Regions from separate parts of the Hordeum vulgare genome. Here region 2 is linked to region 1. A link is a contact called in public Hi-C data. All regions are on one chromosome and are shown on one strand. The core of a region is the stretch at or near the end of the contact, and the rest is flanking DNA. Distances in the headings are between cores, read along the strand shown.

Region 1 (4,890 bases), core at 1,531-4,030:
GCCCACATAGTTTTTGAATTTGTTTAATCTTTCATTCTGTCAGGGTGCTTCGGGAAACCACTGAACTAGAACCCCAGGGTATCAGCAACCTGCGCAACCCTTCGGTGCTAGTTTTGTTGCTATCCCGGTTGAGCTTAGGATCAGGCATATAGAAGCAGTACCATTTTCTTCTTCTTGCATTGGGATGGGGAAATCCTTATCTTACTGCTTACCAATTTTTTTTCATGTTACCTTATCATATTCTTGACCTTGTAAGGCATGCCTTGGACACTGCTTAAATAATATTTGGCTGAGTGCATTTTACCTTATGCAAATTGCAGTAAGATGATTCTCGTATCCATGAATTGTGTGCCTTTGCTGAGCCTTGCTCTGATCTGCTATATTTGCTCAAGATGTAGATGAGCCTGGTCCATTAATCCTAGCTAGATCCCACATCCAGGTTAATCATCTGTTTACATAGTGTGTTGGTTATTAGTGGTTCCGATTATATTCCAGCTGGTAATGACAGCATGGTAAACCTGCAAGGTGCCAGCTAGCATGTGTACTTATTTCTGAATCTTGTTGGTGTTACATACTGAGTTGTAGCCTTCCGGAGTCCGCTGTTCTCTGAAGTGAGTTACATAGAGAATTCTTCCCCAGTCACATGGTGGCACACAAATAAGCACTATTACTGTATTATATTAGGGTTAGGGTTAGCATGTCGGAGGCACCAGTGGAGATGATCTGGGCATACGTTTCTCCTTGTCTTTGGCCCGGGACAGTATCCCATCTGCCAGAGTAGAGATAGCCTGGACTCTGGAGCCATGTATCCTGATACTTCTTCTTGTCTTGGGCTTCAGATAGTATCTCTCATCTTTTATAATGTGGTTGAATTCTCACAGCATCTCATCTTCTTGTTTTATTTTTTATTTTTGAGGAATAAAAGAACCGAACTATTCCTTCGCCTTTTAATAAAAAAGAATTGGTGTGCGCCACTTGTCTTTTATACTGGCATGATGTTTTTACGAATCGTATGCTGTGTGAATAGACAGTTCACAATGTTTGCTTAGTTGGAGAATCAGAAGTGCAGTTTTTCATTCCCTCGCCTCATTTGGAGGACTTTGAAGCTAGGAACGGGGCAAGGAATTCCAAAGAGAAACTTGTCTTTCCTCCACATTCCAGAGGATTTTAAGCAAAAAATCTCATGCCAATGGCCCATTCGAAAAAGGGGAAAAGAATTGCTCTAAATATACCAGCCAATCCGAAGCTAATCTTTCTAGCATTTTCGTACGGAAGAAACATATGCTCAAGCCTGTATTACAGAGTTTTGTGAATGAGTCCCGAGGTGACTCTTGGAGACACTTTTTCCTCCAGAAATTTATCTGCAGTTTCTCTCGTGTGAAGCATCGAATAGATGTTTTTACTCAGTGAACCCCAATTTTACTCAATAATTTATTTCTCCATTTTTTCCCTTCTGTGTGCTTTCAAAGTAGTAGACCTTAAATCCCTTTGAGAAGTCCACGGCGATATCACTATCACTGATGAAAAAACATTCGTAAAAGAACCCACGAACCTAAAGGACATGTAATTTGTTCGGTTGAGAAACTTGGTGGCCCGCATGTTCCTCGCATGATTTTTGACCTGGGTGTCCTCCCTTTCTATTTACTTTGCACATTATGTTTGTTATAAGTCAAACATTTTTTAGTATGACCAGTTTATAGAAAAGAAGACAGTCATTCACAATACTAAATCAATATCACTAGGTTAATCATGAAATGTTTTGTGTAGTATATTTATTTGGCAATGTTGATGTTGATAATTTTTAACATAACTTTGATCAATGCTTACAGAACCTAATATGAGGCGTAAAAAGAAACGGAGGGTTACTCGGAATGCTGAATTATCCAACATGGCAGACCTCGGAGCTGCACATATAATACAAAAGCCAGGTACAATTTAACCGTTCTGATGAAAAATGCATGGTTTCACAGATTTCACAACTCTATCATACACACACGCAAAGCACTCGGACAAGAAGAACTTCCTTGAAATCAAGACTTGTAGAAATTATTAGGCTCGAACAAATTCACGGTGTGATTGAATCCAATCTTTAAATTTAATTAGGCCAAACAAATGGCAAACAATAATACAATGTCCATCGACCCCTCTCTCAAAGGGAAGAACAGAATAATAATAATAATAAAGCACCAGATTAATCAGACCGGTGCAAATGGATTGGCCAAAAGGAGGAGAAACAAAATAAAATCAAGATATATAAACCAAAAACGCACGCATGCATCGTTCAAAACGCACGCGCATGCCTTGGATCAGCGTAGCGTGGAGCCATACATAGTGAATTAGTGATCTTCTTCTTCTTGCCTTCCTCCTCCTCGCAGCGAATTGACTCGAGGCGCGCTTACTGCAGGTAGTAGGCGAAGAAGGAGAGCACGGTGGCCCCGAGCACGGCACCGACGGCCGGGACGGCGGCGGCGGCGGAGCCAGCGGCAGCGGCGCCGGGGGCCGGGGCCGGGGCGTCGGCGGCGAGGGCCACGGTGGCAGAGGCGGCGACAAGGACGGCGCAGGCGATCTTCTTCATCTCCATCTCTTCTTGGTCGAGGTGGTGGTCTCGGACGAACGCGCGTACGAGAGCACCGGAGCCGGAGAAGAACGGAGGGGAGGAAGAAGTGCTCTGGCTGATGCTCTGTGGGTTGTCCTTGTTGCTTTGCCTGAGAAAGGACGGGAGGGCGGGGGCCGCCATTTATAGGGCTAATCTCGGGGAGTGGCCGCCATGTGGAGGCGTCTACGTGCGTTCACGTGCATGCGAGGGCGAGGCGGGGGGCCGGGCGCTAATCTCTCGCCCGGAGGGAACGCGTCGCCCGCCTGGTTCGTTTTCATCTTATTAATTTGAACGCGTCGTCCTTCTGGCTTGGTAAGCAGTAAGCACGCGCGTTTGCGCGTTCTGGTTTGAGAAAACAAAAACTTAGACGAGTAACCAAATGGTCCATCCGTTTGAAGGTAAACAGATAGAAAACACGGTCTAACGTGCGGAAGCAAACGAACAAACGTTTGATTTTTTGTACGCCGTTATGTATTTCAGACCTATATTTGAATCACGTTTGCGTCGAAACGTACAACACACGGATGGACGGGTCACGCGCCCTTGTACTTCCTTGGCCTATCCATCAGAGACACAACACCTCCACTTTTTTAAAAGGGGCTACTACGACTCAACCGGTTGATCTTTGCGAAAAATCAACCATCTAAACAGCCATACAATTTGTTTGTCCATGAATGATTGGAGCAGTTGATCACTCCTTCCATAATTTGGATTATTAGACACTACGCTTCTCTGAAAACCGTCAATGGTGCAAATTAACACAACACCGTCGATGTGGCACCTCTGCTCGCGACCCGGCGAAGCTTCTTTGTAGCACCGCGCTACATCCCAAGTTCCCAGTGATGCTCTAATACAACATCGGCAACCAGACGATGTTTCATCACAGCACGAGGGGCCTCCGACGATGTTTCAATACAACATGAGCGGTCTGATGAGGCTCCATAGGAATACCGACAGTCCAGAGACGCTCCATAGCAACATCGACGTGTTGCGTTGCATCTCCTCCGCCGGCACACATCATCACGCCCCCGTTGCACTGCACCTCCGTCGCTCATCGACGTATTGCATTGTAGCTCCACCGACGTCATGCCGCACCATGGCTGTTGCGTCGCGTCCCCACCACCGACGCGCATCACCAATGGTCGTTGCACTGCAACTCCTCCACCAACGACCCATGCTACAACTCCGCCGTCACTGTCGTCGTACTCGTTGAACTGTAGCTGCGCCGCACACTGACGCAGCAGCCCGCGTCCTCGGCTCACAGCCCTGAGCCCGCCTTGTAGCATGGTGACGACTTATGCTATGACGCAACATCGGATTTGCAACGCCGGTGGCCGGGAATGGGAAGCAGCCGTGCTTCATCCCATTGCATCGTTGGTGACCAGTGGTGTCCTGATGTTGCATCATCGATGGGGGAATTGGGGGATACGAGAGTGAGGGAGCGTATGTTCGGGAGGTATGATGGACAGAGCTCCAGTGGCTGCCGGCATAGAGAGGGAGCCGAGAGGAAGAGGGATGGGGATGAAAGCAACGATAGAGGTAGGCGATGGAGGAGACGAAAGAAAAGATGAGCGGCTATTGAGGGGATAAGGTTGTGCTAGCGCTAGGTGGGTCCGACGGGACGCGTGGAGGGTGCAACACTCGACTGATTTGGTGAGAAATCAGTCAGTGGAAAGCAATACTTTTCCTTTTCCAAAACCCTCTCGTGCCCCCTCTCCCCTCCCTCCTCCATGTCCGGTGCCCTGAAAAAAATCTGGCGACCCAACTGCCACCACACGCCCCGTGGTAAAGAAAAAGGGCCCGAAGAAGCCGCGGTCGGAGCTCATGTTGGCGGAACCCGCGCAACTCGACTGTGAATCGGCCAAGTGGAGGGCCCGGTGGACCATTGCGGTGGAGAGGAAAGCTGCCGCTGACTACGACACCGAGGCTCCCGCGATGCAGGCCGCACAACACAAGGTCGTCATCGATGACAAAACTTAGGGTTTATTTTGAAGGTTGTCAAGGGTGCCGACCGGTGGCTGCCGACGAGAGATTTGGCGGGAGGGGTGATCGATCTATAGACTGGCATACGTATGCCGGTCGCTGACTTTGTTGCTGGTGAGAGATTTGAGGGGTTGATCATTATGTAGGCTGGCATATGTATGCCGGCTGCAGGCTTTGTTGTCGACGTGAACTATGACCTCTCACATGAACTACGACTATGATGAAAAAAAATATTTACAAATAATTCTAGACGACGGACAAGAGGCATGTGCATGCTAGACACACGGTTAGCGCATCTAGAAAAACGGCCG
Region 2 (4,890 bases), core at 1,072-3,571, 170 kb after region 1:
AGGACGGGCCTCTTCGTAAGACAAAATGAAGAATAAGGTATCTTACTTGAGCTTGGCCTTGTAACCGTCAATTATATCCTGTTTTTCTTCCTTCGAGGAGTACCATGTAGCACTAGGAATGACATAGTACGAGACTTTGCGGCATATTGGACAAGCCTTGACTGTAGAGTCCATATCCATAGAAGATGTAAGAGAGCTGCTGCGCCACTTCCTAATGCATGTGATACAGAAGGCATGGTCACATTCAGGTAGAAGCCCAAACCTCTTTTCTGCTGCTGTGGGCTTTGAAAGCACACGGTCCAAACACACACTACATTCTATCTCTTCACTTTTTTTCAAGGCCTCAAGACGTTTGTTGTTTCTCTTGCAGAGCTTGATATGAGCCCCACCTTCGCTGGGACGGTACGGATGCAAGCACTGTTTTCCACAGGTTGTGCATAGATCCCCATGCGTCTGAGGGCACTCTTCCCCATAAGGACAAGTTCCAGCTGCAGCAAACGAGCATATGGGCAGATGAGCAAGTGGGTGGCGCGCTTGGTTTTGTGCATTTAGTGCTGATAACAAGCTGTTCCCATCCTCTGGAATGCTATCTTCATCATCAAATCTCCAAGTAGATTGACGCACGGAGCATGCCGATAAACTTTTGTGTGTCTGGTTGCTCACATCTATTTCCCCCTCGTAAAAAGGACACCAAGACCGATAAGAGTTGGATGGTGCAAGTGCTGCAGTAGTTGATGCTGGGGTGTATTCAGAAGAAACATCAACATGTTCATATCTGCAACGGCTACCATAAGAGCACACACCGTTCTGGTAAAATGTGCAAACCTGCGTGAATAAGCATCACAGTGATGAGCATTAGACTGTTATTGTAAGTCAGGCTAAGGCTATGAAGGTAAATTAACCAGAAGATTACTAATATGTAAGTTAATATGTTACATCATTTGGTTGATCATTCCAGTCATGGGAGAATTGGCAGTAGTCTCCTTTAAAGCAAGCACCATTCACAAAGAACTTACAAATGGACCTGATGGATATACAAAGCAACAAACAAACCTGTAAGTGATTCCACCGATATTAAAAGATTCTCATCAAAGTAGAAAAAAATTCAACAACTGAGAAAGGGAGCTGGGAAAATGCTAGTTGAAAACTAGACTTCGTAAGCCACACAGTGCTGACACGCAATCCTCCTCAATAGATCAGATAAGAGCATATCACTATACCAGGAATCATGGTGATCAGTTGCTCGCAGATCACCATTCAGACAAGCATAGTACCTCATGGTCTCATGTATTCAGGACTTGCTATTTGTGCGTCTATCCTTTTCGCTACTACGTACATCATTGTTACCTCATAATTTTGCTCTCACCTACTCCCTCCGTCCGAAATTACTTGTCATAGAAATAAATGTATCTAGACGTATTTTACATTTAGATACATCCATTCCTTTTCATTTTAAGGACAAGTAATTCCGGACGGAGGGAGTATTTAAAAGGAATTCAGGCATTGATTGCCAACACCATCATTCCCTTCTGTCAGTGCCGAGGCACAAGTAGGAGACTGTACGTACCGTGACCACTGTCCTATTTCTACAGAAGTCACCATCCCCTTCGTTTTCGCCAACTAAATTGCAACCAGGTGTTAAATTGTAGGCGTGGTACCATTGCATTTGTACCAGCACCTGACCGGCAAATAGAAAAACCAACCAACACATGGTGATTCACAGTATACCACCACCACGACCACAAGCATACGAGATTAGCGATGACCCCTCGGAGCAAAATCGGCTGCATCGGTGGCCAGAGACTTACCGAAATCTGAAATTGCATGCTCTGTCACGCCAGCGCCAGCTCGATTACCTCAAATCACACGCGCACGCACACACACAAAAAAAAGCAGCAACCTCACTCAAATCATGGCCTCCTCCTGGCCGCACCACGAAGGTAGCACAGTGCAAGCTAAATCCAACCCAAAATCGCCACGCTCGTCATGAACACCGATTCGACCTCCAAACTCAACGACGCCGCCTAAACCAGCTCGAATCGGCCCGAGGCTCCGGAGCGAGCAACGGAGCAAGGGAAGCGGGGAAATCACAGTTACCTGTTTGACATGGCCGCCTGGCCGGGTCAGAGACCCGACGGAACCGAACCGGAGCCCCGCGACCGAGGTGTGCGGAGCCTGCCCGCCGGAGGGGTGTGGCGCCCGCCGTACGTACGCCTAGGGTTTGTCCGCTGCCGCGCCGCGCTTCGCTTCCCTCCCTTGCGTCCCCTTCGCGCTTCCCCAGCTCCGCTTTGCTTTGGGTGGTGGTGCCGCTGCGGCCCAGCGGGGGGGTGTTTTTTTTTCTTTTCCTATAAACGGGAGGGGGAGAGGGACGGGCGGGGCGCGCGGTGACGGTTCTGCCCCTGGAGCGTGGCGGGGAAGGGGGGCGACGGTTGGGGGCAGGACGGTCAGAGCAAGGACGCGGGGAAGCGAGGAGGGCGTGGCGCTACGCTCCCGCCGGATTGCGTGGGCAACCGCTTTTTTTCCTGGAGGCAGCGGCGAACGTGACGTCGTGGGCCGCCTGCGATAAGGAAGCGTGATTATATTATCTATACAACTAATAAAAGATCAAATGAAAACTTTTCTAGATACACGCAACTATTACCTCCACACAAAAAAACCAATCAACACCTCACGATTAATCCCACAGATCTTAATCTAACAGTCCTCGCTAATCCACCGTCTGCTGGGTGTACTTAGCAATTACAATTGACTGAACATACCCCACCAACGAAACTTCCAATCACGCAAGAAAAAAAAGAGAGGAGAAAATGCCGAGCAACGTTCCTTGTAATCACGGGACCATCCAGCCACCACCATCACGGGATTCTCGGCCCCGCCTCCCCACTCGCTCACCCCCGCAGGTCGCCACCCGCTCGGCCCCGCAACCGCCTCTCAGCGTTGCTGCATCCGCCGCTCAGCGCCGCCGCACCGGTTGCCACCCACCCGCATCCGGCGGTCAGCGCAGCGCCGTGGCATCGGTCGCCCGAGATCCAGGACAAGGGCACCAAACAAAAGCAGGACAACGACGAGGCGCGGGACACCGACCGCCTCTGCCCTCGGCCTGGTACAACGGCGAGGCGCAGGACACGGGGGCAAGGTACGGCCGCCGCTGCACCACTCCTGTTCTATCCGGGGCTCGAGCCCCTCGACCGAGTCGCCTCCTGCTACACAAATCCATCTATTTCCCCCTCTCTTTTTTTCAAATCCCCCCGTGCTACACTCGGGCGCAAGATTGGTATTTTCTTGCTTTTCCAAATCTTGGCCTGCTGTTTGTGTTGCTTGGCTGAGGCCGGATTCCTGCCTCGTGTTAGCCGGAGATTGAAACTGGATTTTGGTCGCCTCCCTTTCTTGAAATCACTCGAGTTGTGGAGATGATTCAGAGCGCCTTTTGTTTGCAGATGAACCATGGTCGCGACTTCCTGGACGCTGCCGTCCTCGTCGACGACACTAACCCGTTCACCACACCGAGGCTCCTCTCATCATCGATGGCTTCCGTGCTTGTTGTACCACGCCTCCCTGACCTCCTCCTCTTCATACGACAGGAGAGATGAGCAGGTCATTCTCAAGAGGCACCTCCAGGTCTTCAACAACACAATGGTCAACTAGGTGGTCTTCATACCCATCTTCCTGTATGATTTTGTGTTTCATGCATTCTGCACCAATTTCCATTCCTGCAACACGGAGCACCACATGTTCCTTAGGTGTGAAGAGTTGCACCAGCCATTGATAAGTGTATACAAATACATTGATCCATTGCCAATGACATATTCTTTAGTATCACATTTTTTCTGCTGAGAGCTTTTGTAAGCTTTCTTCAATCTAGCATCAAAGTATTGAGGTAACTTTATTTACATTCGTGTTCATGTAGCTAGGTTGAAGGGCTCACAAAATTATGTGGTGATTATAAAGTCCTAAAGCCAGGAACTAAAGATATTTTGGTCGCTGGTCTGAATTTTATCAATCTTATTTCACATGTTTTTGGCTCGGTGACCTCTACAATCCCATCAAGGAAACTGACCAGTCTGCTAGATGCAGCGATATGACCGTTAGTTCGGTTGTTACCACTAACATCTACCCACCATGTTGATTGGTTGTAGATATATGCGAAGGTGAGGGCCATCGACGGGGAGCCATCTGGCGTGCTAACCACCGAGTCATGGTGAGCACAAGCAACATTGGTCATACTAAACAAGTAATGTCACAATACCTCAGTTTGTTCTGAACTCGCATAAATGTTTGGTGTCCAATTCATCATATAATTTTTGTGCTTGGTGGAATAAATTTCTAACATGACTTGGTTTTTTTAGTTCAATGGTCACATAGCATGCCTGTACCACATATACAACCAGGTTGCCCAAAAGTGCAGTAAAAGTTAGTGGATATGATGAGCTGTGGTTAGAAGTTCAAAGTGTCCTGTTGATGTGGATCATATGTAAAACTTCAAATAATTTATTAACTTACTAGATATTTCACTTCTGAACTTTAAAAGTGTTGACACTCTGTTCGTAGCTAATTGAGATAGTGTTAGACATGGTCAGAAACAACCACCTAGAGCGGCATTAAACATGTTGACGGATTGGTTTTCCGCCTCATCTGTACTTCACAATTTAGTTTGGTGTAACGTTAGTTCTTATCTTCTTCTGTGCCTAAGCAGGGCATTAGAGGAGGCGGCTCGACCCTGAGCATGCTTTCCCACGATTTGTTTGGTGAACAGTGCTATATTATTCTTGTTACTTTTACTATCCTGGCTGGGTTTAGAATTTGGCCTTTTTAGTTCTTGCATTCAGACCAAACTGCCTGTGTAGTGGGGATTGACATGAATAACTGTACTTTTGTAATTGGCTGCAGCAC

What was found. Hi-C and Micro-C count contacts between places; a contact is called where the count stands out from the background.
Region 2: a Hi-C map of leaf shows a contact between it and region 1, with 6 times the contacts expected there. The contact joins the promoter of LOC123401652 here to the promoter of LOC123402444 in region 1. A contact is called at or near these places in 4 of 6 Hi-C or Micro-C datasets (leaf and seedling) and 1 of 1 datasets of contacts at active chromatin or transcription factors (embryo).

The regions. Positions count from the first base shown.
Region 1 is chr6H:477,724,634-477,729,523 of MorexV3_pseudomolecules_assembly, forward strand. It overlaps LOC123402444 (arabinogalactan protein 23-like), which reads right to left and starts at 2,781. Exons shown (of 1, transcript XM_045096368.1): 1 at 2,074-2,781. The coding sequence starts at 2,737. The coding sequence ends at 2,396.
Region 2 is chr6H:477,897,814-477,902,703 of MorexV3_pseudomolecules_assembly, forward strand. It overlaps LOC123401652 (E3 ubiquitin-protein ligase makorin-like), which reads right to left and starts at 2,322. Exons shown (of 6, transcript XM_045095494.1): 1 at 2,098-2,322; 2 at 937-1,024; 3 at 47-825. The coding sequence starts at 2,108.